Regions from separate parts of the Mus musculus genome. Here all the other regions are linked to region 1. The links are chromatin contacts, called in public HiChIP or PLAC-seq and promoter capture Hi-C maps. All regions are on one chromosome and are shown on one strand. The core of a region is the stretch at or near the end of the contact, and the rest is flanking DNA. Distances in the headings are between cores, read along the strand shown.

Region 1 (4,982 bases), core at 999-3,498:
CCCCCTGACCCCCCACCCCCCCCACACACACACACACAAAAAACCCAACCAGCAACAAACAACAGCTATACAGATACAAAGTAGGCTGTGGAAGCAGTTTAACTTTTTATTTATTTATTTATTTATTTATTTATTTGGTTTTGGGAGACAGGGTTTCTCCCTGTAGACCTGGCTGTCCTGGAACCAACTCTGTAGACCAGGCTGGCCTCGAACTCAGAAATCCACCTGCCTCTGCCTCCCAAGTGCTGGAATTAGAAACATGTGCCACCACTGCCCAGCAACACATTGGAACTTTCATACATACTAAGCTGTCAGAAGTGGTCTGCTTGCTTTGTAAACACAACAAAATTACAAATACCTATCTCATATAGGACAGTGTATATTCTATACATGTTTGACACTTTTAAGTTCTCCCAAGCATAATCTAACCAATCATATTTACCTACTTTCAAAATACACTTGTATTTGGCAATAACAATCTCCTGAGGCACTATGATAATATGGACAATACATTACTAAATTAGTAATCAAAATATCTCAACATTGCCACTAATTTAACACATGACCTTGGAAAAGTACCTCTTTATGCCGGGATTTCCTATTCTCCTATAATTTTTACAGTTTTAGGATTACGAACTGAAAGAGTACTCTGAATATAAAAACTTTATGCACTACTATAAATCCACACGGTCAAAAACATCTCCCCTTATTCTCAGCCTAATAGCGATCACTCTGAGGATGTTGGTCTGGCTTTCATATTTACACAACTGACTCTATTCAAAGGCACAGACTATGTCAAGTTTCTCCCCTTCCTGATCTTAGCATGCATTCTGTATTATCATACTAATCATACTAATGCTAAAATACATGCACATTTATCGACCTAGAGAACACATGTCCCAGCATTTGTTTTTAAATAAGCTAACTTACAAAGGGAACTTCCCCAAATGCAGGCAAACTCTTCCTGAACACTCTCCATCCTCGAATTATACACATATAAACAGAGCAGCTATAAACCAACAGACCATCTGGTCTTCAAGACCCAAAACATTTCTTTCCAAGTAGAAACTAACCAGTGACATTTATTAAACTTATTAACACTCAGATCACTATGTCATGTCTGCATATATTTCCGCCTTTCGAGAACACCACAGATCTTGTACAGGTAAACTACCCGCTGAAGATCATCTCCCTTGCTACTTTTGTCCCTTACTTAAACAGACATAAACTGGATCTTGGGGGATGCTCCAATCGGGCCTACTACACAAACTAACCTGTCAGGGGCACAAGCGACTCCGCCTCCACTCGCTTACTTTCCCGTCCCCCTCCCCCAAACCAAGAGCCCGCTGGTCAGGGACACCCCGTCACCCCGCCTAGAGGGACTTCCCGGTAAGCTCAGGATCCCTATCCCTGCTCTCCCTTCCCCCATCCTCACCCCGCTCTCCCGGAGGTCCAGGTCCGGGGGGGTGACAGCGGATCCCGGGTAGCCAAGGAGAGACTACTTGGGGCCTTCAAAGGCCTGCTCACACCGCACTACTCACCGTGCGAGGCCGAGAGCGCCGAGTGCAGGCAAGTGGAGAGAGAGAGGGTGGCAGCCTGGCGCCTCGGCTTCCCTGGCTCCACACTGTAACCCTTCCCGCTTGTCAGGAGGCGGCCAGCGGGTAAGCGGACCGGCGGAAACGCGAGAGAGGAGAAGCCAAAGGCGTAGGTCGGGAAAGGGGAAACCGAGAGAAGGCGGGTCCGGCAACCGAGACCGGGATCGTCTCCCCCCTCCGCAAAGCGAACCCAAAATGGCGGCGGGAGCGGCAGCGGCGGCGGCAGCGGCGGCGGCGGCGGCGGCTCTGGGGAGGGAGGGAGCGAGCGAGCCAGCGAAGGGCGCCGCGTGCCCCCCCTCCCGCCTCCCACTCCTCCCTCCGCGCGCTCTCCCCGCCGCCCTCCCTCCCTCCCTCCCTCCCTCCCTCACCCGACTCCGGCCGCGCAGCGCGCACGCCCGCCCGCACGCTTCCGAGTGGGTCCGGACTGGTCGCGAGCTGCGCCCTCCAACCACCGCCTCCGGCCGCCCCGCGCCGCCAGCACCGACGCGCTCGCTCTGGGGCCTCCGGCTCGCGCGCTCCCGACTCCCTCTCGGCCCTCACGCGTACCTTCCTTGGCGCGAGCCCGAGCCTCCTCCCTCCTCCTCCTCCTCCTCCTCCTTCTCCTCCTCGGCTCGCCTCCCTCTCTTCCCCGCCCCCACGGCTACCAACGGCAGCCACGGCTGCCGCCGCCTTCGCCCCCACCCCTCGAACGTGCGCCTCCCACAATCCCCCCCGCGGGACGTTCCATTGCGCGCCCCTGCTGGGGCCGGGGAGAAGCGGGCACGCCCGCGCAGACGAGGCTGGCCACGGTGACCGGAATGTTTTGAAGAGCGAGCGAAGGTACCTAGGCGCGGACCTCCTGGGACGGGCCACCGCGACGCCGAGGCTTGCTGCCCGCTTCCGGCCGCGGGGCGGGTGGCGCGGTGCCCCTCCGCTGGGCTGTGGTTGCAGCCGCGGCGACTGCGCGTTGGGTAGCTTCCTGCCACACGACCCGAGCTTGCTTCACAACTGCAGGACGGGTGCCTGGGATCCAGCCGCTGGCGGTGTGTGCGGGTCACCGGAGCAGGAGTCCTAGTGTTGGACTCATGGTAAGGGGACTGAGCCACACAGGGGATGCAATGATGAAGGAGGGAAAGGAGCGTGTATTTGAACTGCCCCGAGATAGGGAATGAGGGCAGCAGTGTCGGTGATCCTCCAAGAGGGCATCCTTCAGACCCGGGGCTGCGGACCTGGGACCGGAGGATGAACGGACAGAACGGCTGTTAATATGTTAATGTAGTTTAACCTTGTTAAAGTCCCAGAGGGTACCTATCCTCTGTGATGCTTGTGTGATCCTTGTGCACTTCTCAAAGATTGTGCGAACTCGGTTTGCAACTGGCAGCCTGATGTTAGAGCAGTGGTCCGCGCAGCCTTCCTAATGCTACGACCCTTTAGTACAGTTCCACATGGTGACTCCCTACCATAAAATTAGTTTTGTTGCTACTTCGTAACTGTAATTTTGCTGTTATGAATCTTAATGTAAACATCTGATATACAGGATATCTGATATGGGATCCCTGTGAAGGGTTGTTAGACCTCTCCTCGGGTCGCCACCCGCAGGTTGAGTGTGTGAGGGGATGAAACTATGCACTGAGATTTTATTTCTGGATTTGATCTTTTAGGCCTTCAAATTTTTCCAAGTTATTTATGAGATGCTGGTAGTAAAAATTAGCTAACCCCAAAATATACCTTCAGGGTTGGAGTATGAAATAATGAGATCATATATGTAAAGCAGAATTAGCTCCTGGGTACGGGGAAAATGCGGAGTATTATTGTTATCATTTACAGTGCTGTTGATGTTGATAAGATTTGTAGGTGTAATTGGTAGTTTGTGTTCTATTCATCTAAATTGCTAGTTAAACCAGACCTATGGCATTCATTGGCTGCTAGTATTTGTTTCCGTGTTGACATTGGATGAGTGAATTCAGGGCATGTGATGTTAAAACCCCAACGTTTGATCTACTCATTTTTAGTCTCCCACAAAAAGCAAAGCAAAATTTTAGAGGAATGGCACCTTAAGTTTCCTTTCTTATCTGTGAATTCTTACCTTTGTGATTCAGGGGAAATTTAAACATTACTGCGTTCCATTCATCTCCAGAACCCATTCAATTAATATTCAGTCTTTTTTTGGAATAGGGGTTAAATTGTCTTTTGAGTGGTTGTTTATTTGTTTGTTTTGACAGTCTCACTCTTTAGCCCAAGCTTGCCTGAAACTCTGACAGTCATCCTGTCTTAGCCTCTTTAGAGGTTGGATTATAGGCATGAACCCATACCTGGTTTTCAGATAACCCAACCTTTCCCTATTGGCTGTATGCATTGGGGATTGATTATCTTTGTGTTTCCTTCTTTGAGTTAAAGAGACAATCAGCCTTAATTGACTAGCTGTGAAGTTACTTTTGCTAACCAAGCCCATGCAGTCTACCCAGGGTTGCAGGAATCTTTCTTCAGTAGCTTCCTGTGTGCAACTTTGTATAGGTGTGTGCTTGCATGTGTGCAGACTGTCCGACTGATTTACAGGGTCTATCTCAAAGGACATGGAAATGTTAAAATCAGTGTCACATACTTAAATACTAGGACTAGAAAGCTTGAAGCTATAATCTCAACACTCCACAAAGTGGAGGCAGGAGGATGGAAACTTGGAGGTCATCCACAGCTATGCAGCAAAGTCTTGACTAGCCTGAGTTCCGTGAGACAGTCTCAGAACAACAGTGGGGTTGGGGTGGGGGGCAGGTGAGAGAAAGTTAGTCTGAAGAGCACTGACGGACTTCTGTACTGTTCCTGTTGAACCCTTACAACAGGGAGACTCTTCCTTTTCCAAGCAAAGCTTGAAGTTCAAAGAAATCTGTAACTTGATCTTTAGACTTTAGTTTCCTAACTTTTCCCCTATATCACACTGCCTTCGTAGTAAAAATTCTTTATTTGTATGTGTGTGTGTATATATGGGTGTTTTGTATACATGTATGTCTGTGCATCCTGTGTGTGTGTGTGTTGCCCCCAGAGGCCAGAAGAGGGTGTTGGGTCACCTAAGATTGTGAGCCCCTGCATGGGTGCAGGAGATGGGGTGAGGCACATTAATTTTCCTTCTGTAGTCCCAGTGTTTCTCCAGGAACCCAAACCTGGGCGAGTAGGAGCAAAAAATGTAGCATAAATATGTTTGATTGTGCTGTGCACATGTGCATGCACACTCTTGGGGTGCCAGAGGTCAACTTTAAATGCCACTATTGAGGAGCTAGTCTACTAGTTATTCCTGTTTTGTTTGTTTTGGGTTTCTCTGTGTAGCCCTGGTATCCCTGGAACTCTGTAGACCAGGCTGAACTTAGATTCCCCTGTGTCTGCCTCCAGTGCTGGATTTAAAGGTGTGTGCCTTTA
Region 2 (4,982 bases), core at 1,311-3,810, 370 kb after region 1:
GTTCGAGGCCAGCCTGGTCTATAGAGTGAGTTCTAGGACAGCCAGGGCTATACAGAGAAACAGGTAGCTGAAGGGAAAGCCCAGAGGGTTAGGAACACTTCCTATTCCTTGGAGTTTGGTTCCGAGTACATAGGACAGAACTTCCTGTAATCACAGCTCCAAGGCATCTGATGTCTTCTTGCCTACACACACACACACACAGAAAATCTAAATATACTTTAATACACAAAGCAGAGAGGGGAGAACTAATTATGTAATTCAACAGTTAAAAATAACTGTCACGGGCTGGTGAGATGGCTCAGTGGGTAAGAGCACCCGACTGCTCTTCCGAAGGTCCAGAGTTCGGATCCCAGCAACCACAAGGTGGCTCACAACCATCCCCAACAAGATCTGACTCCCTCTTCTGGTGTGTCTGAAGACAGCTTCAGTGTACTTACATATAATAATAAATAAATCTTTAAAAAAAAAAAAATAACTGTCACAGTGCAGTGGTGGCGCACACCTTTGATCCCAGTACTTGGGAGGCACATGCAGGTGGATCTCTGTGAGTTTTGAGGACAGCCTGGTCTACACAGCAAGTTTCAGGACAGCCTGGATTATGCAGGAAAATCCTGCCTTGAAAAACCAAAACAACAACAATAATAGTAATAATAATAAAAATAAAATAAGAATAAATAATAATAACTTTCAAGTCAGAAAGCAGACACTAAGAGAAGATGCTAACGTGTTACCCGGGGTCTCCATGGTGACACCCCACTGAATCTGCTTTGAGAGCACCTGAGGTATAGAGCACTTCTTACCCAATGTGTGTGAATACCCAGGTCTGTCTCCAGCAGTGCAAAGAAAAAAAGCACATTCAATATCCATTCATAGCCACAGATACCTTTATATGCCTGCATCTCCCTAATGGAGCTTGGGAGATACAGACAGCCTTACAGCCTGAAGGAAGAAGGCACACTCACTCAGCTGATACTTCATCCTCCCCAGATATATGACAAGAAACAGACCACACATCCAGTCTGTTTGCAGCCCCCTTGATGTTTTCCAGGCAATGTTCCTCCCCCAGCCCTCACCACCCATTAAAAAAAAGGATACGGGGCAATCCGGTCCCATTTGACATTGAGCATACCGGAGACAATGCCGAAGTCTTCTGGAGGGAAGGAATCGTCAGATAATTCCACATCTAATGCAGCGCTGGAAAGCAGAGGAAATAAAGAGTGAGGGACAGGGCTGGCGAGATGGCTCAGCAGTTAAGAGCTCCGACTGCTCTGCCGAAGGTCCTGAGTTCAAATCCCAGCAACCACATGGTAGCTCACAACCATCTGTAATGAAATCTGATGCCCTCTTCTGGAGTGTCTGAAGACAGCTATAGTGTACTTACATATAGTAAATAAGAGTGAGGGACATAAAACTAAGGGAACTGACTGGAAAATCCACCTGCTGGTCAAAAGAAACCCCCATAGTAAGTTGGGCCTGTTTTGAAGAATCCAGATCAAGGCCTGGATTCTGTTGCTCAGAAGTGAATTGCCAAAGGTAATCTTGCTCTAATTCTAGACAGGGGAAGTAAGATATAAATGGAAAAATATATAAAAGGAAAGAACAACAAAAAAGTGCTCATAGGAGCCAGCAGTGGTGGCCCATGCCTTTAATCCCAGCACTCGGGAAGCAGTGTGAGAGACAGACAGATGTCTGTGAGTTTGAGGCCAGCCTGGTCTAAGAGTGGACTCTTCGACAGCCAGTTAAGAAACTCGGCCTTGAAAAACAACAAACAACAAAAAAAGTGATTGTAAGTGAAAGAAGAAAGCTGGGAGTCCGCACCCGAGGTAAGAGGACAGATGTACACTCTGTGTCTGCATTTCCTTTTTCACAAGCTGAATTTATCCCTGCCTTTGAAAGCCTTCTGAGACCCCAAAGTGGTTTCTTGTAATTCACCTAAGGATGTCTTCACCTTCAAAAAGCACCCGACAAAGGTAAGCCCTCTAGTATATTCATTCATTCATTCATTCACTCACTCACACACTGCACTCGATACTGGAGGACTCCAAAAGAGAATTCACTCCCCAACAAAACGTTCTCTATGCCCACGTGGAAACTCGGAATTCAGAAGGAAGCTGGCGAACTCTAGGCCGTTACCTGGAGCCGACGTTGTAGATGTTATACTGCAGGGTCAGGTCCCTCCCTTCCACAGCGTATCTGTTGAGCAATGATTTGGAGGCCAAAAGCCTGGCTCCTTCTTCTGCTTGACTGACGGCTAACAGAGCCAACACCACAACCGCCAGCAGCCTCATCTTTGGAAAAAAGCAAAGTGAGCAATCGACCCAAGCATGGGAAACACTGCCAGCCAGGCAGCCTGTGCGGCGCCACACTCCAGCCCCGCCGCCAGGTCCGCAGCCGCGAGCCCAAGCCACAGCAGTGTGTACCGCGCTGCCGGCCAGGCGGGGTCAGCGGGGACCCCAGCGCTCTTGCGTCTCCCAGACTCACCGTGAGCACCCCAAACGCCTCCCTGGGCCACAGACAACCGGAAAACAACGTCAGCCTCCGAAAGACCGGAAACGGATCTGACCGGAAACCCTGATGTCCCTTCCTGTGCCTTATGGATGTTGTAGTTCTGAAACAAGCCCCACCTTCCCCTTTATGGCGGCTGATACCCCAAAGGAGTTGAGTTACCTAGAGTCCTTGACTCTTTCCTGTGTGTCCTCCAATTTCTTCTCATTAATGCTTACCCCATGGAAAACCCCTCTGTTTAAACTAAAACGAAATAAGCTGCATAGGCACAATTTCAAAGTTCAAAGAGTCGCCGACTTTGTTTTAAGGCTGAAGTAGCTGATATAGCCTTTCCTTGAATTCTTAGATTTCCAAGCTGCTAGTCACTGCCTTATGTAATTAGCACTTTATAGAGACTTCAGACAACTAGTAAACAGGGCCAGAGAGACCCCTCGGCAGGTAAAGGCACTTGCCACCATGCCTGCCCACCTGAGTTTGAATCCTTGGACCCATTTAATAGGGCACCGACAAGTTCTCCTCTGAACTCTACATGTGCACACACACATGTGCATAAACACATGAACATGTAAACATGCTTATAGCACATGTGCAGGAGAGTTCTTCCACATCCCTTCTGTAGCACTCTTACATCCAGGATGGGTTTACTCTGCACCTGCTCTGTGCTCTGGCACTACTATAGATGCTGGTGGGGTGATGAGAGAACCTTCTCCCACTGCGCCTGGCTCTCCTGGGACAGACACCCTATGCTTCTTTTTTTTCTTCTTTTTTTGAGACTGGCCTAGAACTCACAAGAGATCCCTTGGCTTCTATTGTCTAAGTGAAACTAGGATTAAAGGCATGTGTCACCATGCCTGTTGTGTTTATAAAAAGATAAGGAGAGGAAATGTGTTTGGTGGATGTGTGGTAAGGTGTGGGGTTAGGGAATGCCACCGCGGGCTCATGCTGAGGCATCCCTTCCCCCCACCCCCAGGGACTAGCCACAGGACAGTATAGTATAGAATAGTTTATTCAGGGCATGGGAAGAGGAGCTGAGAGTTAGGAGAGAGAGAGAGAGAGGGAGAAGTAGAGGCTGGCCATCAGCTCATGGAAAGAAAGAGTGGAGAGAGAGAGAGAGAAAGAGAGAGACAGAGACAGAGAGAGAGAGAAAGAGAGAGAGAGAGGAGGGGCAAGCAGCCCCTTTTATAGTGAGTCAGGCACACCTGGCTGTTGCCAGGTAACTGTGGGGTGGAGCTTAAACAAAATGCTAACAATGCCTAACCCTTTGATTGACCTACCCCCCATTTTTTGTGGGGAGGGGGTTCTTTATATACCTGAACTCTATGTAGATCAGGCTGGTCTTGAACTCTGAGATCCACTTGCTTCTGCCTTCTGGTGCTGGGATTAAAGGTGTGCGCCATGGCTGCCTGGCTTGATTGACTTCTTACAACTATTTACTTTTTTTTTAGAATACTTTATTATTATGTGTTTGAGTGTTTTGCCTGCATGTACATATGTGCACCATGTGTATGCCCAGTGCTCGAGGAGGTCAGAAAAGACAGCTATCACCTGAGCTAGGAAAAAATCCAATTGCACTTCCTGCTTCCACGTGTTCGCTCTTTTGAGCTCGGTCTCTTGGTCAAGAATACAGGGTGAAGCCCTGTCTCTCAAAAAAACAAAAACCAAACTGTGATGGTTTGTATATCCTTGGACCAGGGAGTGGCACCATCTGAAGGTGTGGCCTTGTTGGAATAGGTATGACCTGGTTGGAATGGGTGTGTCACTGTGGGTGTGGGTATAAGATCCTCACCCTAGTTCCCTGGAAGTCAGTCTTCCACTCGAAGCCTTTGGATGAAGACATAGAACTCTCAGCTCCTCCTGTGCCAGGCCTGCCTGGATACTGCCATGCTCCCACCTTGATGATAATGGACTGAACCTCTGAACCTGTAAGCCAGCCCCAATTAAATGTTGTTTTTTTATAAGACTTGCCTTGGTCATCGTGTCTGGTCACAGCAGTAAAACCCTAACTAAGACACAAACCAAACAGAATAAAGTGTGCTTTGTCCAGACTCTTCAGTTGGAATGGTGATCTTTTTCTTTGAAGACCCAAACTTCTTATTTTTGGTTTTTCTGTGTAGCCTTGGCTGTCTGGAACTTGCCCTGGAGACCAGGCTGGCCTCAAATATACAAAGATCTACCTGCCTATGCCTTTCAAGTATCTAAACTCTTCTTCTTTTTTTCCTTTCTTCCTTTCCAAAAAAAAAGAAAGAAAAAAGAAAAGAAAAGAATTTTGCCTTATTGTGGATTACAAATTACTCCTGAAAAAATACAAAGAAGAGATTCTATTTTTTTTTGTTTTGTTTTTTGTTTTGTTTTGTTTTGTTTTGTTTTGTTTTTGAGATATGGTTTCTCTGTGCAGTCCTGGCTGTCCTGGAACTCACTCTATAGACCAGGCTGGCCTCGAACTCAGAATTCCACCTGCTGCCTCACCTTGCTTCTCC
Region 3 (4,982 bases), core at 1,278-3,777, 350 kb after region 1:
GAGGGTCAGAAGGTGCCCTGGGGACTCACCTGCTTATTGGATCCTGGAACTCCTTGCCAGGCCCCCAACTGTGTCTTTTGAAGGAGTCAGTAGTGTAACTGCGGGCACGGAAAGCCCCGGACCTTCTAAGGAGTGATGTGTGGAAGCCATCCTTGTTGTCTTCCTGGTTTTCCTCCCTCCCCTCCACTTCCTCCAGCTGTTCTCTGGATTCCACAGCAGCTGGGCAGCACTGAGGGAGACCATGAGGCACTGGGTCTTCACCTATGAAGGGCTCCCCTGGGACCGATCTGTTCATGGAAGGTACTCGGAGACAGCCCTGAATCAAGAAGAAAGAGGTGAGGGCTGGTGAGATGGCTTGGTGGGTAAGAACACTGACTGCTCTTCCAGAGGACCTGAGTTCAAATCCCAGCAACCACATGGTGGCTCACAACCACCCATAATAAGATCTGATGCCCTCTTCTGGAGTGTCTGAAGACAGCTACAGTGTACTTATGTATAATAATAAATAAATCTTAGAAAGAAAGAAAGAAAGAAAGAAAGAAAGAAAGAAAGAAAGAAAGAAAGAAAGAAAGAGGTGAGCAAAATTCTAGAACCCTGGAGGCCATGGTGCTACAGGCCTGTAATTCTCATCCTTCAAGAGGTTCATGGGGATGGCCCTGAGTGGGGTCAGGCTAGGCTGGCTTGGATGTTGAATTTCATATTAGCTTGTATTAAGAAAGAGGCTGTGTCTTTTACTTCCTTTTTTTAGTTTTATTTATTTATTTTATGTATATTAATATTGTTTTCTTTTTTTCTTTTCTTTGTTTGTTTCTCTGCCTTCCAAGTGCTGGGATTAAAGGCGTGCGCCACCACTGCCAGCCAAGTGTTCTGTTTTCATGCTTGCTAGAAGAGGGAATCAGATTCCATTCCAAATGGCTGTGAACCATCATGTGGTTGCTGGGAATTGAACTCACGACCTCTAGGAGAGCTGCCAGTGCTCTTAACCGATGAACCATCTCTCCAGCCTGAGGCCCCTGTCTTTTAAAGAAATAAAGAAGCTGGGTGTGGGTGGCACACACTTTTAATCCCAGCACTCTAAAAACAGGCAGTCTGATCTTCGTGAGTTTGAGACTAGCCTGGTCTACGTAGCAAGTTCCGGGCTAGCCAGAACTACAGAAAGAAAGAAAAGATCCTGGAGTGGGGACATCTCCACAGCCAGGCTGCTAAGCATCTCCTACCCCTCCCTTTGCTGAGACAGAGGCAGAGGCAAAGAATGCCTGCCTCAGGATCATGAGGTCCGCTGCATGCAAGGTCAAGTCTAGAACTTGGCTTTTCTAGCTCTTAATACACTGTTCTTTCCAGTGAAGAGAGCCTGGCTGGCAGAGGCGGCACATGTCTGCAGTCTCAGCACTTAGGAGGCAGACGGGAAAATCCAGAGTTCAAGGCCACTGTGCGCACTAAAGCAAGTTGAAAGCTAAAGGACACAGTGAAACCTTGTTTCAGAATGAAAACTATAAAGAGAAGTTCTTGTTTGCTCATTAATATCCCTCATGGAGCATCTATATTGAAAACAGCCATGCTAAGAAAAGCAGATACTGCAGATACTGAGTCTGTCCTTATAGTTGTGTGTGTGTGTGTGTGTGTGCGCGCATGCACACATAACTGTCAAATGCTGCAAGAGAAATTTTATCAAATCTTTGGCCAGGAAGAGTAAGGCAGTGCACAAGTTTAGATCCAGCCCTCAGGAGGCAGAGGCAAACCTCTGGGCCTTCAAGAAGAGCCTGATCTACATAGTAAGTTCCAGGACAGACAACAAACAAACAAAAAAACAGACCCAAAACCAACAACACAGCAAAAATAAAAACAAAGACAAAAACAAAAAAAACTTTTGTCTACCAGTGGGCCAGCACACATTACTAACTGGGAGTCTCCAGAAAGCAAAACAGGAGATGCAGGCTGACTTTGAGTGGGGCTAGAGTCAGGCCAAGAGAAGAGAAAAGCTACTAGGTTGGTAATGTAATGGGAAAAGGTCCTTATGTGGGCCTGGTGAAGTGGCTTGGTGGGTAAAGGCACTTGTCTGCAAGCCTGACTCCCTGAGTTCAATGCCTGGATCCTACAGTGGACGCAGGGAACAGACTCCCGAATGTCCTCTGACCTCCACGCATGTGCTGTGGAACGGTGCTCAAACAAGTGGCTCCTTTATTATTATTTATGCATGTGTGGCTCAGCGTACTTAAGGAGGTCAGAGGACACCTTCCAGGAGTTGGCTCTCTCTTTGTTCTCTCCATTGCTCCCTCCCACCTTCCCCAGACCGCTTTCCTCAGGAAATGGCTGAAGAAACAAGGAAGTAGACAATGAGGTCACATCTCTGTTTCCGGTGACACACATAGGAGATTCTAAAACAGGCGCTTGAAATGAAGTAACAGGGCAGGAAAAAACACTAAGCTGTCCCTTGATTTATCTTCCTGACCCCTTACTGCCCTGGACTGTCTCCACCTCTCTGGTGACTTCATTGACTAAGCTGCTGACCAATGACTAACAACTAGGGGGAGAACTTTAAATGTATGCAGCAGGGGGCGCTGTCGCTCAAAGCCAACCCCATGCTTCTTTCAGGTGTAACTGTGGTTTAATTGGGTTTACAAGTACAACCTTCCTAAGCAGGAATGGTCTTGGGCTTCTGTTACTGCCTCCTCCTCCTCTTTCTCTTCTCACTTTTGTCTTAGAAAATACAAGAATGGCATTCCTCACTGTGGTGGTTTCAATGAAAAGAGCCTCTATAGACTCTCATATTTTGAGTGTTTGGTCCCCAGTTTGGGAAAGAATAATGGGTGGGGTCTTGTTGGAGAGGTGTGTCACTGGGCGTAGGTTTAAGGTTTCCAAAACCTTCACCAGCTCCAGTGTCTCCCCACCTCCTCTCTCGGTCTCCTGCCTGTGAATCAAACATAAACTCTCAGCTACTGCTCCCGCACCCCGTTTATGCCTTCTTTTATAAGTTGCCTCAATCATGCTGTCTCTTCACAGAAATAGAATCATGATTAAGACACTTGGGGGGGGGGGCTGGAATAATGGCTCAGCGGGTAAGAGCACTGAATGCTTTTCTGAAGGTCCTGAGTTCAAGTCCCAGCAACCACATGATGGCTCACAATCAACTGTAATGAGATCTGATGCCCTCTTCTGGAGTGTCAGAAGATGGCTATAGTGTACTTACATATAATAAATAAATCTTTTTAAAAAGACAAAAACAAAAACAAACCAACAAAAAAAAAAGACACTTAGGGTTTAACGGGGGGTGGGGGTGGGGGGAGAGGGGACACATGCCTTTAATCCCAGCACTAGGCCATCTGAGAGATCTCTGTGAATTTGAGGCCAGCCTGGTCTATAGAACAAGTTCCAAGACAGCCGGAACTACACAGCCTGTCTTGAACCACCCCCACCTCCCAAAAAAAGACACCTATCTACTTATCCTACGAGAATATCAAGGATGCTAAGATACTGACGATAGCTGGGCACAGAGGTGCTCACCTCTCCCCCCCACACACACACACACACACTCGAGGCAGAGGCCATCTTGGTCTGTGTAGAGAGTTACCGGGAAGCCAGGGCTACATAGAGAGACCCGTTCTCAGAGAGAGAGAATGAATGAGAGCAACATGCATCAAGCAATTAACATAACTCCCATGCTAGGAACACATTCTATTGTTGCCACTGTTATGTTATTTAGGGCTTCCTGGAGTGAAGACCTAGAAAGACAGAAGCAGAAATAGGCATTGTGTAAGGTGACCTGCAGTTTTATCTTGAGACAAAAAGAGAAAATAAAAAGTCACAGTCAGACACTAACACCGCTGTGTGCAAAGTTATCAGGAAGAAGAGAAAAGAACAGCCTGTCTAATGCTCAGAGCCCTGGAAGGGAGGAGGCGGGAGGGGTCCTTTAGGATAGATCACGGCAAACCTTAGGTGTCAAGGCCATATCTGCCTTGTTAACATCTACAGTGCTGGATGTCAAACCCAGGGGCTCACACATGCCAGGAAAATGTTGGACCATTCAGCTACAATCCTAGATTTTGGGTTTTGAGACAGGACCTCGCTATGTAACCCAAGTATTTCAAGAATTCATGGAAACTCACCTGCCTCAGCCTCTGAACTACTGCAACTATTTGTTTGTTTTTGTAATTTTTCTTTTTTTTTTTTTTTTACTGTGTAGCCCTGTCTAGCCTTGAACTCACAGAGATCCAATTGTCTCTGCCTCCTGAGTGCTGGGATTAAAGGCATGTGCCATCATCTCCCAACTAGTTGTTGCTGTTTTATTATTTTTTTTTAAGATTTATTTATTTATTTATTTATGTAAGTACGCTGTAAATAAATAAACTTCAGACACTCCAGAAGAGGGCATCAGATCTTGTTACAGATCTTGAACCATCATGTGGTTGCTGGGATTTGAACTCAGGACCTTTAGAAGAACAAGTCTGTGCTCTTAACCACTGAGCCATCTCTCCAGACCCTGTTGTTGTTTGTTGTTGTTGTTGTTGTTGTTTATTTTCTATGTTTGGGTATTCTGCCTGCCTACATGTTCCCTTCAGAGACTAGAAGATCAGATCACCCTAAGTCTAGAGTTATATATGGTTATAAGCCACCACCATGTGGGTGCTGAGAATCAAGTCTGGGCTTCCAGTAAGAGCACCCAGTGCTCTCAACCACAGTCACCCAGCCCCGTGTTTTCTGAGACAGTGTCTCTCTCTCTATAGCACAGGGTGTGCTGGAACTTGCTACATAGGCCGGGATGACCTCGAACTCACAGAGATCTACCTGCCCTTGCCTCCTGAGTGCTGATGTCTTTTAAAAAATGTGTCATGCCAGGCATGGTGGCTCATTCCTTTAATCCCAGCACTCGGGAGGCAGAGGCAGGCAGATTTCTGAGTTCAACGCCAGCCTGGTCTACAGAGTGAGTTCCAGGACATCCAGGGCTATACAGAGAAACCCTGTCTCAAAAAAGAAAAAAAAAAAGA
Region 4 (4,982 bases), core at 640-3,139, 330 kb before region 1:
AGAGAACAGAACCAAACCCTATGAAGTAAAGGAACCCTCGTGGTGTGTGTGGGAGACTTTCACCTTGGTGTTCCTCCAGGTGAGCAAAAAGCGCGTGAGGTGCTTCCCTAGGGCAGCGGATAAACTTCGAACCCGGAAGGAGGGACGAGCCGCACGCATGGGACTCAGGCACGTCGCCTAGGGCAGGTTGCGCACCGGTGGCGTATGCTTGAGTAAAGACGGACCCTGACCCTAGTGCGGGGTTACGGGGCGCGGCACCTAGTTGGAGCTCAGTAAATATTTATGGTGAGAGCGACAAGCAGGGCCCACCTCCTAGGAGGGAAGGAGGAAAGCCAGAGCCCTCCTCAATTCCTGGCTCCTCCCCTGCAGGCTCAGCACCGAGCTGGCCACGGCGTCCTGGCCCGATGTAATTACAGGGTCTGCCGCCAAGCCTGGCCGTAAAAAACCGGGATGAAACGGCCTGGAAGCCTCGGAAGCTGGGCCGGACCCTGCAAAGAGCCCCGGGTCCGCGCCTTGCCCTGATGCGCAGCCGCAAAGAAGAGAGACCAGGGACAGAAACCCCCGCCCATCACACCCTGCAACGCACACGGGCTCACCGCCACACACGCAAACTACCAAGCACTCAGCTTTTGACTTTACGGCTCCAAGAATGCACTCGAGCCTAATCAAACACCTGCCCGCCAGCTCCATCTCAGGCGCAGACGCCGCCAACCCCTCTCCAGACAGCTGCTGATTCGAGAGGTGAATTCCTGCAGGGTTGTTTACATGGAGAGGGGGAGGGGTTCTGAGCCTGGTACTGAGAGCCCACCGACTGGAAGACCCAAGTCAGACTCAGTCAAACACAGCCGCCCAAACTACCCCCCACTCCAATCCACCCCCGCTGCACGCCCAAACACGTTTCTCCTCTTCTTCACACACTGTTCACAAACATTAGCATATGTATGTCAGGCGTTTCACACGCTTCCACACACAAGTGTCTTTACACCTACCCGCCATCACACGCATTTACACACGCCATATGTACATGTGTCAGGTCGGTTAGTTTGTCACTCTTCATGACCATATTCCCACATTCCATCTGCAAGCGCGCATTCGCTCAAGACACACGTGAAATGTATAAACAGGTCATTAGCGTACGTTGGCGCTATTGAAAATATTAGGAACATCCCCCCCTACAGCCCCTGAGCCCAACTATGAGTTCTCGCATAAAGTACTGATGGACTGAGTAGCCCTTAGCCCTGGCCGCACACGTTACACGCTCGATCACACACAACGTCGCACTTTATTCCCGGCATCTAAGCGATGACACAATCTCTTGAACAAAGACAACATTGACAAACCCAACAAAAACAAACAGCCGCGTCTGTGTGGGGAGGGGCAGCCAAGCCAGAGTCAAGGCATGGGGGAGTGTTGCTGGGGGGGCGGGGGGAGGAGGGGGTCACGAGAGAGTGTGAGAAGGCGAGTGCGCGGGCCTGGGTGTGAATCTCAGGAAAGGTGTGGTTATATCCCCCCACCTCACACCCTGACAAGATTGGCGCCCCGCGCTGCAAAGCCAAGTCCTGAAGCCACTGGTTCCCAGACCCACACGTATAAGTTCTTCCATTTTTCCAGCTTGCTATGGCTTTCAGTCCCACAAAGCCAACAGAGCCTCACATAGACACCCCCACCCCCACACCCGTAAGTGAGCACACACAGCTATGGGAGGATCTGTGCAGACCCCGGAGCGCTCTCCGTCGCTGAGATATGGGAGTCCTTCCTCCCAGAGTCTTTTTCCCTTCCTCCACCTCCAACGTAGCCATCAAGCCCTGGGGCAGCGCGCGTCGGGCGGGGCGAGGGCGGGGCTGGTGTTGGCGGCGCCAGCCCAAAAGGCGGAGTCGAGCAGCGAAGAGGCCAGATTTGTGATCGTGGTGCCTACTGTACCGTGGAGAAGCCTGTGGGAACCTTACACTGCAGAGCTCTCGTCCTGGCCTGGCTCGGCCCGGCCCCGCGCTATGGAGTTCCTTTGGGCCCCTCTCTTGGGTCTGTGCTGCAGTCTGGCCGCTGCTGACCGCCACATCGTCTTCTGGAACAGTTCAAATCCCAAGTAAGCCCTGAGACTCCCTGGCAGCCTGGGTGCCGGGTTGGCAATGGCCTTTCGCAGGGTAACTGTCCCTGCCAACCCCTGGCCTGCGCCTAGGAGAGGTGGCCAGGGATGGGTTGGACTCTATAGCTCCCCACCTCCGTCTGTATCTCCCCTTACTACCTGGCAACAGCCGACCAGGGCAGAAACCTGCTCATGCCTGCTCGCACAGGCGCTGGCTGTTTCAGCCCTCTCTTTCTGCCCTCTGGCATCTCATCACTCTAAAGTAAGGCTCTCCTGCTGGGCACTCCTGCCTTGAGAATTGGAACGTTGGCCCTGGCCTCCGGGGCTCTCTAAGTCCCCCCATGAAACTTCTGTGCACTCTCATTTTTGTGTGCCACTTGGGCGTTTGTATACTAACAGGCACCTATGGACGTCAAGAGTAAGCACAGCGCTCAGGGAGCCTTGGAAAGAACCTCCGTAGGAATCTAGGTTTTGGGCATTAGATATTCATTCTGTGTTTAAGATGACCCTGAAGAGTGCCTCCAAGGTTGGGGGGGGCATAAATTAGGCACATGCTGTGTATGGGTCGACCGAGGGAGTGGCTGAGGTGGTCACACTAAGGGACTGGTAAGAGGAGTGTCGCTGGGAAGCTTGGGGAGGAGCAGAGTGGGGCTTCACAGGGCTACAAAGGCTGTAACAGGAAGGAGGTAATTTCTCCGGAGCAGGTTTTAGGGCTATGAAGCAAATGGTATTGAGAGGAAGACACTGTCGGGCCCTTTGTTCTTGCCCTTGAGTTTCTTCAAGTTATGAGAAGAGTGTTAGGGCCAAACCTAAGAGGGGGATATGGTGGAACAAGAAGAGGTGAGAAGTCGAGGCCACAGAATGCCACTAAACCCCTCCCTCCCAGATCCAGTGAGCCTGCCTCCCCTTCCCCTGAGAGAGATGCTGGGCCAGTTTCCTCTGGCACTGCCTATTGAGGGTCTGTTGTCTAGGGCATGTCGGAGGGCAAGATAGAGCCAGCTGCCACCCTAAAGGCACTGTCTTCCTGGCCCTGGAGTGCTGCTGCGCCCCACCAGCCCTTGCGCCTGCCCTTGCGCCTGCCCCTTGCCTTCCTGACCTAGTCCTGCCCTAGTAGTGGGAAAGAGCAAAGTCCCTGTTTATGCCCATGCCAGGTGTCGGCTGAAGGAGGAGGAGGGGACGGGAAGTCATGAGTAGGGAGGGGGGAACCCTGGCCTTTTCCGTTCCCAAGCTCCCAGGTTTCCTCTCTTTCAGGAAGGAGCCTCTTCCTTGCCCCCCTCCCTGTCTACTCCACCACTAATAGAGCCCCCTTTTCCAAATGGAGACTTAAGTGTCACAGGCAGGTTAAGTGTAGGAGATAGTACGCTAAGTATAGCTTCAGCCCTGGCCCTCTGGACACACACATAACCCTGTCTTATTTACAGCCACAGGAAAGCCAGTCTAGAGTGGAGGTCATGGGCGGTCTAGCCAGGCCCAGCTTGGGGGAAGAGATGAGGTGGCAATGAACAGGGCGGGTGTAGGGTTGCATAGGTGACTCAGGGTAGTGGGCATTAATCCTGGGCTCACCAGGCTCCAGGCAAAGGCAGTGGCAGAGAAAGGTGCCACTGTGAGCTAGGCCCTGGTCCTGGAGAGACAGATACTCAGCTATCAGATTTCTCTGCCGCTTTTGCCCGGAGGCCAACACTGGGGCAAACCAGTCCTGGGCTGCCCTGGGGTCCTGGGGGCTGCTCACTTTTGACGAGGTAAAATTTCACAGGCTCTCAAGAGCGCCTGGGCGGGTAGCGAGGTGGATGAGGCACGAGTGAGTCAGTGCCCATCACGGGAATAGGGGAAAGACGCCAGGCCCAGAGCTGAAATACCTGTTCTGAAATGGCTTCTATGTTTATCTCTCCAGAGAGGAATTTTAAAAGCCTCCCTCTGCTTCTCTCTCTCTACCCCCCCCCCGTGGGGGAGGGGCCCAGAAAGTCTCATTTTAGAGGCTGCAAGCAGTTGCAAGGCCAGGCCTCTAAGGGGTCATGATGACTGGGTAGTGGGTGGCCACCGTGGAACCCCACCATCACCATGGGCACCACCCATGCCAAGGACTCGGGTTGAAAGCAAGTTGGCAGGCAGCTCTGCTGAGCCTCTCCCTGGCAGAGCTTGGGGGAATTCAGAGAAGCTGCCTGGCTTTCAGTGGGAGGGGGGAAGCACTTTCCTGCTGCTGAGACCCTACCCAGGCTGGAGCCAGGTGTCTGGAGCTCAGTGGGAGGGGCCGGTGGGCAGTCAGGCTGGAGCCTGCAGGGCTTGGGGGGACCAACGGGGGAGAGGAACTGGCTCCACCTGGGGAGGAGGGAAGAGCTGGGGCAGCCTCAGGTCTAAGAACCACAGCGTTTCATCAGGGGAAGGCGAAATTGTTACTCTTGGAGATAAAATCACAGAGATTTTCAGGAGTGAGAAAGTGGAACGAGGAGATCAGGACACAAATCCGAGTAACAGGAAAGGGAGGTTTGAGGGACACTGAGAGAGTTTGATTATCTGTGAATCTGTTGGTCTAGGCATTGGGATGCTGAAGTACACTGGGAATCTGAGGGAGACTCAGTGTGAGGGGCGGGATGGGATAAGACAGGGATGTGACAGGGCTCAGAAGGATGGGAAGGAGAAAGAGACCTGGGCTCCTAAGCACAGACCAGCCCAGAGTGCAGTCTATCCACCAGCATTTAAAGAAGTCCCCGGGGAACAGTCGTCAGTAGAATACAGAGGAAAGTGGGCTATGGAAATGTTTAGAAGCCCTTGCTCGGGCGAATGCCTGGAGAGTTCTAGAAGGCACTTCGTTACCCGAGAGACTCTTGGTGGATGTTATTTGGATAATGAGTAAGAGATCGGTAGTGAGGGAATGAAGAAGTCAAGATCAGTAAATGCAGGA
Region 5 (4,982 bases), core at 718-3,217, 330 kb after region 1:
TGGTCTCTGGGAAACCAGTCAGATTCCCTGATCCCTTCTCCATAGCATAGTCAAAAGATAAAAAAGCCAGGAGTCTGGATTTCCAGTTACTGTGTTATGGAAAAAGAAAAAAAGAAAAACAGGGGATGAGATGCCAGGTGTCTGGATTGGAGAAAGGCCCCCTGAGGATGTCTTCGTACAGCCCCACAGGTCTGCCTCTCCTGCCCCCCCCCCCCCAGTGGCTTTCCTTTTTAGGGTGGAACCAAATTTCCGTGCTTTCAAAAAGTTCCCCCCACCCACCCTGGCTTTACTCCAGGGTCTCGCTCAAACGGTTGAAAAAATAAACAGACTCTGGGAGCTGGGGCCTGGCCTGTCGCTAGGGTTTGTTAAGAGCCTGTCTGCCACCCCACAATTCACACTCAGTCACCTCACCCTGGAGCTGCTCAGAGCCCTGCTAGCTTTCTTCCGGTGAGCAGACTCCCATCCCGAAACCCTACAAAAAGCCTCAAACTGAGCTTCCCGCCCCCGAGGCTCTCCACCCCTACCGACCTTCTCCCAGTGTAGCAGTAAAGCAAGTAGCTAAAGCCTGGAACCTTGGAGGAAGGGAGAGGGCAGCTTTCCATTCGCAGAGTGGCTTTCCAGCCTGAAAATGATCTGCTTGGTTGGCTGGCTGCGGGAGGGTCATTACGCTCTCGCTAAGGACAGGGATTAAGATTAAAGCCCTTCCTGCCTTTGCTTTCCGAGAGAGCCTTATAATGTGAGTGTCCTGAGGTACAGGGAGGCGCCGTCCGCCTGAACCAGGCCCCCCTGGCTTCACTTATTCATCTACAAGTCCTCCTCGGCTTCACCACTTCCTGTGAGCTGAGGTGAGGAAAGTCATGGCATTTGGGAGGGCGTCTGAATACAAAGACAGGAATAAAGGACACTTGTAAAGGCGTGCTGGAGAGGTCGTATTGCAGAGTGTGCTGATAATTACACAGCCAGACTCCAGATGACAGGTGAAGGGCCCCCAAGCCGAGGCGATAATCGAAATATGGCTGAGGGGAGTGGGGGAACTGGGTTAACCGAGGCGGCTGGAGAACCAGGAGCCTGGAAGCTGATGAAACAGATAAGGGTGGGAACTACTCTGGGTCCTGGCACCGAGACGCTCAGGATGTGAGAAGGCATCCCAGCGACACAAAGGCAGCTTGCTTCACCTGATGGATCGGTTTGGCCTGGCGGAGAAAATGGGCGGCCGCTTGCTGTCTTGACCCCTAGCCACCCGCCTACCCCAGGCAAGAACTGAATCACAGCTGGAAAGTCCATCCGCAAGAAGAGGAGGAGCTGACTTTTGTCTTGGAGGGGCGGGAAGGTGGGGGAGGGAGCTTGGAAAACACCCCCTCCGGCCCCCTCCACCCGCTGGTGGGGACAAAGGGGGAACGACCGAGCCGGCGCTAGCGGGCACGGCCGCAAGCAACCCCCGGAACTGGGGTGCGGAAAGGGGTGCCCAAGAGCGTCGTCCCTAGGAACCCGACACGCTCGCCCCTCTTTCCCGCTCGATCCCTTACCGGAGCAACTTTCTTCCGAGCGGCCCAAAACACTCGGTCCCGCCGAACCACTGGTAACCCAGCTCAGCTCTCCTAGATCCCCGCACAGAAGCTGCGCGGGTGCTGGAGACGCGGGTCACGTTGCGGTCCTCCAGCCCCCTCCTCACGCGCTCGCAGCCCCACCCACCCCGTCCGGCCGCTGCGCGCGGACTCGGGCGCCCCAGAGCGGGCGGGGGGACGCGGGACGCGGGGCGGAGGCCCAGAGGTCGGCAGGGCGCCCGGTCGCAGAGCCAGCCCACCTTGGTTGCCTGCTCCTTGCTCCGGTCGATCCGCGCGCGAGTGAGGGATTCGATCCGAGACATAATCCAGCGTGAGCCGCGGGAGGACGCGGCGGCCCCGGGTGTCCAGCAACGGCGGGGGAGGGGTCCGGCCGCACGCGTCGGCCTCGGGGACAGGAAGTCTGAGTCCCCTCGCCCCTGCACCCAGCACCAGTTCCTCAAACCCTAGTCTCCTCCCCCACCCGAGCTCAGGAAGGGGAGAGGCGGAGCGGAGGCAGGGCGGGGTACCCGCGCACCGGACGGGACGCCGGGGTTAGTATCGCTGCAGTCTGCTGGACAGGGGTCCTTGGGACAGGTTCGAGGATCCCTTTTCCCTTTAGCGCTTAGGAACACTCTCTGACCTCAGCGACCTCCCTTAGCTCGGCTGTCCTTGAAAAACACCGGCGCCCATTCCGGGTAACTTCACTCTTTAAAGACCCTAAGGGGATTCTATCACCTTATCGGTAACTGGGAGACCTAGCCATAAGGGCTCACTCATCAAACAGGCTTGAGTACACAGACCGCTTTTACAATGTTGGACTGGTATGACAAGAGGGAGGGGGCAATGAAAGGGGAACTAGAAGCTTCATCGTTAACAGGCTTCACTCCCCCAAAAGAGTGAAGAAGGGGACTCCTTTCCAAAAGCTAGGAGTCCACAAGAGAGGGTTTTCCCCTCACCCCCCCCCACCCCCCGCCCAGCTTCTCACCCCTCTGGGCCTTGTGGACCACACTCTGACCATCCTTCTCAGCCCCACCTCTGCCAATTACTTTGGCAGTGAAGGTGAGAAGGCTCCACCTTTCCTGAGGCTAGCTGAGGAAATCCTTCCTTGTGTCCTGACACCAGTTTTCTCTGCCACAGGAGACTATAGAAACAACTTGGCCCTGTCTGGAAACGTTTGAGCTTGCTGAGGAGTGTGGGTGGGTTTTCATTTCTCTGGACCCTTTGAGTCAACCTGAGTTTCCTGCCACTGGGGAAATTCTCCAGTCTGCTCCGTTTCCACCTATCAAGGTCTCCGATTTCTCTGTAAAAACCTGAGCACCCTGGGGCAAAGTTTTGTAAAAATTTAGGGTACTACCTAATCTAGTCCCAAAAGTGTGTGGTAATGAGGGAGGGAGATGGCTAGGCGTGGTGTTGCACAGAGGCAGGGAGATTTCTGAGTTCAAGGCCAGCCTGGTCTACAGAGTGAGTTCCAGGACAGCCAGGGCTACACAGAGAAACCCTGTCTCAAAACACCGAAAAAAAAAAGAAAGAAAGAAAAAAGAAAGAGGGAGGGAGATGAGGCCCAGCCACTGTCACCAGCTTCTGCTCTGTTCTTCTCGGTAGCGGGGCAGGGAGGGTGGTGTTAGGGCTGCAGGTTTCCAGCCCAGCCCTGCACTCCTAGAGTGCCAATTTTAGCCTCAGTCTCTAATTTGGGCTCGGCTGCCTCATCCACCCGCTGTGCTGGTTGGGCTCCTCAGCTCCTCACCCCGGCTCTGCTCCCCTCCCACTCTGCTCCTCTGACCTATCTCCTGCCTAGGAACTCCCTCACCTTTTGTGCCCATTCTCCTGTTCAGGGTCCTTATATAGTAAAGGCCAGGGAAAAAGAAACAATGTCCAGTTCAGGCTGGCCAGATGAGGCAGAAAGGACTTTCCCAGACCAATTCTGTTTTCTCTGAAGGAATCCTAGGAAGGCCTCAGGACCTGCCATGTTCCTATTGGCTCTGAGCCTCCAGACTTGCCCCGCTTGAGTGACCAGCCAAAGCTGAGAAATGTACTAACAATCAGCTAGAGGTCAGAATGAGCTGCCTGGTTTGGGGGGGGGGGGGGCAGAGACCTCAATTTTCTCTAAGGCCTGAACTAGAAATTGTTATAAGCCAAACTCTTGAGTAACTAGTAAATCTAGGTTTCCCCCAGACTCTTTTGAGGGTCTGGTCAGTACGTAAAGCCCATGTGGAAGGTCTATGGAAGAAGAGGGTGACCTCCTCCTCTAGCCTTTTACTGTGTTTCCCCAGCCTCAGCTCGCTGTCTGCTCCACCTGCTCACCTCTCCCTTGTCTGCCCTGCAAAACCAAACCTTTAAAACTGTATTGAGTGCTCTATGTCTTCAGCTTGACTCCATTTCTGTTCTCTGGAGCCTCTGGAACAATGAACATTCTCCTTTCTTCTGGGGGTCTTCCCTTTCCCCAAACCCCTTCATTCTAGCCCCCACCCCCGTAATCCTACCAGTGACATCTTTGAGAAATTGTTTTTAATATATAAAAAAAATTTAAAAACCTCTGCCAGTATCTAAAAGTAGCCAGTACTTTCTTTGGCTCATTCAACTTGAAAAGGGGGGGTGGGGGGAGGTACCATTGCCATAGACAACTAGAGGGGAAGGGTCTGGTTTCCAAAGGGCCATCGGAGGAACCAAGAGTGTTCCTAGCTGTCTAGATCCAGGCACACAACAGTCCACAAATCAGCCTTCTTCTCATTAACTTGAGCCTTGAACTTGACTTGGGAATGTCTAAGGTGTACATGACCACAGTGGCTTCCTAGCAAGAGCTGTGAAGAAAGGCTTTGGGGTTTACTGAGAGAGACACCCGCCACTTAACATGATTGCTACACCTCTAAGTAGCCCAGCCTCTAGGTTATCTTGTCTGTGAAATGGTGATTAATGTATCACCATCCCTTATCTCTGCCGGAGCTATTCTAAGAAGTACAAGATGAGCACTAGGAGTTTGGCCACCTATAGGATGTCAGTCAAGCAGGGAGAACCAAGCTCCCTCCTCCTCTCCATCCCTAGCAGTGTGCAGCACTGGTACCCAAGCTGGGAACAGGGAGAAAGGGAACATGATGTAGGCACACACATTCAAGTAAGGGTATAGAGAAGACAGAGGGAGAGATACAGAGACAGTCGGGCCTAGAGGCCCTGTGAACACAGGCCAAGGAGCAGGACAATATGCTGACCTACGCTCGGCTCGCTCTTCTTGTTCCCTCTCCATGCTCCGGAGCCTCTACCCAGGTTCCCCTTCTTCAGGTTACTCAATCTCCTGCAGGGCTGCTAGGCCAAGGGTGAGCAAATGCAGTGTGACAGAGCCTGTGTCCTGCGGGGAGGGAGACTTGGCTCCTAAGGGCTTCCTGCTTGCTTTGTCTTCTAGCAGTCTGATTCCTGACCCTGTCTGCCTCCCCCATATCCAGGGGT
Region 6 (4,982 bases), core at 792-3,291, 300 kb after region 1:
TGATGCCATTAGAGACGGTCTTCAGCTGAGACTGAGCTCATGGGGAGACAGGATGAGGTGTGGTAAAGGCTTTTCTCAGGTTCCAGAACTCTACAGTGAGGCTTGGGATATGGAGGAATGTGGATATGACGGGGCTCTGAGTACACCAGAAAAATGGAGTGGCAGTGGGGGTGGGACAGGTTGGCAGGACTGTTCAGGGATGTAGAGCAGACCTGAAGGTGTGGCCGTGGTCATCCACCTATGGCCTCACAAGTCCAATGTGCCCAGAAGGGGTATACAGGGAACTGCAACTTCCTCCGTCTCATTTCTTTCCCCTTCTTAGCATCAAGGTCACATGGTACTGCACTGAATTCTGACCTGTGTTTTAGTTGGCAGTGTTCCCTTGGCATGATAACAGCTGTTCATTGTCCTGCTTCCTTCCATGACCAATGCTCCAAACTTCCCCTTGAAATGACAGTCATCATGCAAAGAACAAGGTATGGACTCACGCTAGCTCCCTGAACAACGGACTATCTTCATCTGATTTAACTTCTGTAAGGAATTTTTATTTATATGTATGTCTGCACGTATGGACATGTAGCACATTCGAGCCAGTGGAGACCAAAAGAGGGGGTCAAATTCTTTAGAACTGGAGTGATAGATGACGGTGAGATACTAGATGGGTGCTGGGTACCACACGCAGGTCATCTGCAAGATACTAACTCCTTAGGTATCTCTAGCCCCAATTTAAAACTATTTAAATAGTATTTGCCTGTGTGAGCATGGATGTTCAGTATGCTACTGAATGCAGGCAAATGTCAGGACAACTTTCAGGAATCTGTTCTCTCCTCCCACCTTGTGGATCCTGACCACCCAGTGCACATTGTCAGGGCCGACAAGCAGGTACTTGATATCTAGTCCCAAACTTGTTTGGTTTGGTTTTGAGACAGGGTTTCAGAACCTAACCTTGTCTGGCCTGGAATTCAGTAGACAGACCAGGCTGGGTGTGCCAGCAAACCATTAAGCCTGTCACCATCTAATCTTATTTTGAAGATTTAGTAGTGCTGGGGGGTACATACTACTGTGCATGTATAAAAGTCAGAAGACAACCCCGGGATGCCTGTCCTCTCCTACCTTTATGTAGGCAGGTTCCAGGGACAGCCATCTCCACGGGCGTATTTATTTATATATAGATTATACCTTGTTGTACTGCCAAGTTTGGCCTTGGTGATCAGGTGATCCAGCTGCCTCAGCCATGCAGGTAGCAGTGACCACAGCTCTTTGGCATCTCGCTGAATTGTATATTTTCTTAACACTTTTGGGGGGAGAATTGTGTGTGTGTGTGTGTGTGTGTGTGTGTGTGTGTGTGTGTGAGATGAGTGTGGAGGTCAAAGGGCAGCTTGTGAGTGGCATGTCTATCCTTCTCCTATGCAGATCCTGTAGACTGAATTCAAATCACCAGGCTTGGCAGCAGGCCCCTTTCCCCAAACAGCCCCGATCTCTGGCCTGCCCCCATTAACATTTTAAGCAAAGCAGCACAGGGCCCCAATCAGAGAGACACAGGAAAGGCACAGCAACTGTGGGACTCTGAGTGATGTGTGTTCCTCTCTCTTTTTCTGACTCCCAGTCTGGTTTTCTAATGCCATATTCCTTCCCTAACCTCTCCTCACACCTCTCCTTTTCTCAGAGAGCTCTCTGCACTCCGGGGAGAGAGAAAAAGCGTCTTCTGGTTTGGCTCCACATCTCTACTGTTTCCCTTTCCTTCCCTATTACATGCATGTTGACAGTGTGAACATAGCCCTCCCTTGCACTGCCCCACCCACCACGGTTGTCCAACTGGGAAGAAGCAGGCTGTTCTACCCACACCTGTCCCTCTTAGGTGTGAGCATGGGCAGGGGCTCTTACAACCCGAAGCTCTAGACCAACACCCAGATTCCAAGGGCTCTTCTAAGAGCTCTCCTGAGACAACAGCGGCGGCGGGTGGTTGCTTGCCAGGCCGGAAGGCGGGCACTCCCTGGTTCCTCTGCTCTGCTGTGCTCTAGCAACCTCCGCGGTCTTGCGATGGCCACATCCAATTCTTCTGCCTCTCTGCCCACCCTCTTCTGGGTCAATGGCTCTGGAGACAGCGTGCTGAGCACTGACGGTGCTGCCATGCCTGTCCAGTTCCTTGTTCTGAGGATCATGGTTGCACTGGCCTATGGACTTGTAGGTATCATTGGCTTGCTGGGAAATTTGGCCGTACTGTGGGTTCTAGGTAACTGTGGTCAGCGTGTGCCCGGCCTGTCTTCTGATACCTTTGTCTTCAGCCTGGCTCTAGCAGACTTGGGGCTGGCCCTTACTCTCCCTTTCTGGGCAACCGAGTCAGCAATGGACTTCCACTGGCCTTTCGGAAGTGCCCTCTGCAAGGTAGTCCTGACCACCACCGTCCTCAGCATCTATGCCAGCACCTTCCTAATCACAGCACTGAGTATCGCGCGATACTGGGTGGTAGCCATGGCTGTGGGACCAGGTAGTCACCTCTCAGTCTTTTGGGCCCGTGTGGTCACCCTGGCAGTGTGGGTGGCAGCTGCCCTGGTGACTGTGCCCACAGCAATCTTTGGGGCTGAAGTTGAGTTGTGGGGCGTGTGCCTCTGTCTTCTGCGTTTCCCCAGCAGATACTGGCTGGGAGCTTACCAGCTACAGAGGGTAGTTCTGGCCTTCATCGTGCCCTTGGGAGTCATTACCACCAGTTACCTGCTGCTGTTGGCCTTTCTAGAGCGGCAGCAAAGATGCAGGCCACGACAATGGCAGGACAGCCGAGTGGTAGCCCGCTCTGTCCGTGTCCTGGTGGCTTCCTTCGCCCTCTGCTGGGTTCCCAACCATGTAGTCACTCTCTGGGAAATTCTGGTAAGGTTTGACCTGGTGCCCTGGGACAGTACTTTCTACACCTTTCATACTTACATCCTTCCCATCACCACCTGCTTGGCCCACAGCAACAGCTGCCTCAACCCTGTGATCTATTGTCTCCTGCGGCGGGAGCCCCAGCAGGTTCTTGTCAGCTCCTTCAGAGCTCTCTGGTCAAGACTGTGGCCTCAAAGGAAGGCCTGCATGGAACAAATGGCCCTCAAGGAGGTAGGCGGGAGAACGGTAGCCAGCACCCAGGAGAGTGGCTCTTCTAGGACACACACAAACACAATGGAACACCTGGATGAAGGATGCAGCCTGAACACTCTCCTTTCTGAGACCTATCAGGGGCAGAGCCCACAGATTCTAGGGAGGAGCAGCTGCTCTCTCAGTCAGGCTGCTGTGTCCCCAGGAGAAGTCTGATCTTTGATCACCAACTCTGGGTGTGACAGAACGGAGAAGCTGGAGTCCAAACAGGAGGTGGATGTGGCAAAGCTTATCTCTGGAGATGGCAAAGAGGAACTGAGAATAAACCAGATCGGTCAGAGACTGTCTTGACCTTTCATGCAAGTACTTCACAGGATAACTAACGTCCATCACCCGGTTTAGACTAACAGGTCAGGTGTCGGTTCTCCCTGTCACTTTAGAATAGGGCACCCGTTATGCCTCTTTGGTACCAAACCCAAAAATGTATTCTCTGGCCAATAAGCTTTTTGTCATCTTAGAGGTACCCATTAGGAATGATGTAGAAGCCTCCCCTTCAACGTTTGTCTGTCGTTTTGCTGCCACAAGATGCAGACCCTGAGTGTATAGCCTTTGAGAATAGTGAATAGATCTGTCCCTTTCAATCAAGGATTGGGTAACAATCACAAGGGTCTGGGCGTGGGGGTGGGGAGTCAAGAGATACAGAAAAGTTTTGTAGGCTGAGGGTCAGAAACCAGAAGCTAGTCTCACTGAGTACAACTGCACTTCAGCCAAGCGCCAGAGCATGTGGGCTGGAATCTTCCCCCCACGCAAATTATTCTAGAAGTCAGTTCTCCCCTTCTAAAATTGGAGGCAGGGTTTCATCATACCCAGGCTGGTCTCACACTGTAAAGCTGAGGGTCGCTTGGAATCTTTAATCTTGATCCCAGATGCTCGAATTATAGGCATGTGCCAACAAGTTGAGCTTTTCAGATCATTTTAGCCTATTCTTCCTTCTTTCCTGTACTTATGTATGTATGTATGCATGCTTGCATGTACATTTGTGTTCACACTTGTACGTGTGTCAGAAGCAAACATAAGGTTTTTTCATTTCCTCGTCTTTGTTTTTATTGAGACGGTCTTACGACCTAACCCTAACTGTCCTGGAATTCACTCTGTAGACCAGGCTGTCCCTTGAACTCAGACACTCACCTGCTTCTGCCTCCCATGTGCTGGAACTACAGGCATGTGCCAACGCACCTTGCTTTGATTTTTAAAAAAATTACACTTTATTCAAGTGTGTTCAGACGAGGAGACATGTTCCACATGCATGTGGCGATCAGGACAGCTTGGGGTCTGCTTTCTCTTTCCCCCCTCTTAAGATTCTGGGAGTCAGCTTAGGCCATCAGGCTTTCGGGCAAGGGTCTTTACCCGGGGAAGCAGTTTTCTAAACCCTCCACACGATGTTTATTTGGGTTTTCTTGTTTTTTTCTGAGACAGGGTTTCTCTGTGTAGCCCTGGCTGTCCTGGAGCTCACTTTGTAGACCAAGCTGACTTCGAATTCAGAAATCCGCCTGCCTCTGCCTCCCAAGAGCTGGGATTAAAGGCGTGCTCCACCACGCCTGGCTCAAGATCTCTTCTTAAATGGAATAAAAGGTTCAGTCTCCAAAATAAAAGGATCCAGCAGTGCCATAGGCAGGGTTCCCGGTACTGACACCTTCCATGGAAAATGGAAAGACGACAGAAAACATGGGCAGCTGGCAGACAGGTACAGGTGAGCCACTGAGGTCTCAGTGGTATCTTACATGGACTTGTTTATGGAATATAATGTAAGTCTCATGATCTGATTGCTCACCCTCACGCGCGCGCGCACATTTGTGAGAACACACACACATAATAAAGTAAGAACCAGCAAGATGGCGCAGCAGGGAAAACAC

What was found. HiChIP or PLAC-seq counts read pairs in DNA pulled down with a chosen protein or histone mark. Capture Hi-C pulls out chosen DNA fragments and counts their contacts.
Region 2: an H3K4me3 HiChIP or PLAC-seq map of embryonic stem cells shows a contact between it and region 1, with 5 times the contacts expected there. The contact joins the promoter of Ssr2 here to the promoter of Dap3 in region 1. A contact is called at or near these places in 7 of 39 promoter capture datasets (cranial neural crest, hematopoietic stem and progenitor cells, hippocampal neurons and 4 more), 4 of 115 datasets of contacts at active chromatin or transcription factors (astrocytes, embryonic stem cells and large pre-B cells) and 2 of 9 other capture datasets (adipose tissue and macrophages).
Region 3: a contact with region 1 is called in an H3K27ac HiChIP or PLAC-seq map of embryonic stem cells, with 8 read pairs. The contact joins the enhancer-like site here to the promoter of Dap3 in region 1. A contact is called at or near these places in 1 of 39 promoter capture datasets (cranial neural crest), 5 of 115 datasets of contacts at active chromatin or transcription factors (astrocytes, embryonic hindbrain, embryonic stem cells and 1 more) and 2 of 9 other capture datasets (adipose tissue and pancreatic islet).
Region 4: a contact with region 1 is called in a promoter capture Hi-C map of liver. The contact joins the promoter of Efna1 here to the promoter of Dap3 in region 1. A contact is called at or near these places in 4 of 39 promoter capture datasets (3T3-L1-derived adipocytes, the HPC-7 cell line, hematopoietic stem and progenitor cells and 1 more), 1 of 484 Hi-C or Micro-C datasets (embryonic stem cells), 4 of 115 datasets of contacts at active chromatin or transcription factors (the SCID.adh cell line, extraembryonic endoderm stem cells, memory CD8 T cells and 1 more) and 2 of 9 other capture datasets (liver and pancreatic islet).
Region 5: a contact with region 1 is called in a promoter capture Hi-C map of pancreatic islet. The contact joins the promoter of Arhgef2 here to the promoter of Dap3 in region 1. A contact is called at or near these places in 6 of 39 promoter capture datasets (the HPC-7 cell line, cranial neural crest, frontonasal cranial neural crest and 3 more), 1 of 15 datasets of contacts at CTCF or cohesin (the NIH/3T3 cell line), 15 of 115 datasets of contacts at active chromatin or transcription factors (the SCID.adh cell line, astrocytes, differentiating embryonic stem cells and 10 more) and 4 of 9 other capture datasets (adipose tissue, embryonic stem cells, liver and 1 more).
Region 6: a contact with region 1 is called in a promoter capture Hi-C map of adipose tissue. The contact joins the promoter of Rxfp4 here to the promoter of Dap3 in region 1. A contact is called at or near these places in 6 of 39 promoter capture datasets (cranial neural crest, frontonasal cranial neural crest, hippocampal neurons and 3 more), 1 of 484 Hi-C or Micro-C datasets (embryonic stem cells), 4 of 115 datasets of contacts at active chromatin or transcription factors (bone marrow-derived macrophages, cardiomyocytes, embryonic stem cells and 1 more) and 3 of 9 other capture datasets (adipose tissue, liver and pancreatic islet).

Annotation. Positions count from the first base shown.
Region 1 is chr3:88,947,548-88,952,529 of GRCm38.p6, reverse strand. It overlaps Dap3 (death associated protein 3), which reads left to right and starts at 2,248. Exons shown (of 13, transcript NM_022994.3): 1 at 2,248-2,662. The coding sequence starts at 2,660. It also overlaps a transcript of Ash1l not described here.
Region 2 is chr3:88,577,186-88,582,167 of GRCm38.p6, reverse strand. Ssr2 (signal sequence receptor, beta) reads right to left here and starts at 2,560. Exons shown (of 6, transcript NM_001356317.1): 1 at 2,482-2,560; 2 at 2,134-2,288; 3 at 1,096-1,194. The coding sequence starts at 2,288. It also overlaps the pseudogene Rtraf-ps.
Region 3 is chr3:88,601,361-88,606,342 of GRCm38.p6, reverse strand. It overlaps Gm40090 (a long non-coding RNA gene), which reads left to right. Exons shown (of 3, transcript XR_003954655.1): 2 at 197-335. It also overlaps a transcript of Arhgef2 not described here. Among named protein-coding and RNA genes, the nearest start is that of Gm40090, 3.5 kb to the left of the region's middle. Within about 2 kb of position 2,527, at least 41 of the 459 cell types and tissues checked have an H3K27ac peak or open chromatin away from gene starts, as enhancers often do. A contact at or near this core is called in adipose tissue and embryonic stem cells, where this site is marked.
Region 4 is chr3:89,276,552-89,281,533 of GRCm38.p6, reverse strand. Efna1 (ephrin A1) reads left to right here and starts at 1,889. Exons shown (of 5, transcript NM_010107.4): 1 at 1,889-2,083. The coding sequence starts at 1,992.
Region 5 is chr3:88,618,144-88,623,125 of GRCm38.p6, reverse strand. It overlaps Arhgef2 (rho/rac guanine nucleotide exchange factor (GEF) 2), which reads right to left and starts at 1,967. Exons shown (of 22, transcript NM_008487.4): 1 at 1,805-1,967. The coding sequence starts at 1,867. Gm20652 (a long non-coding RNA gene) reads left to right here and starts at 2,021. Exons shown (of 2, transcript XR_375820.2): 1 at 2,021-2,095.
Region 6 is chr3:88,650,201-88,655,182 of GRCm38.p6, reverse strand. Rxfp4 (relaxin family peptide receptor 4) reads left to right here and starts at 2,041. Exons shown (of 1, transcript NM_181817.1): 1 at 2,041-3,285. The coding sequence starts at 2,041. The coding sequence ends at 3,285.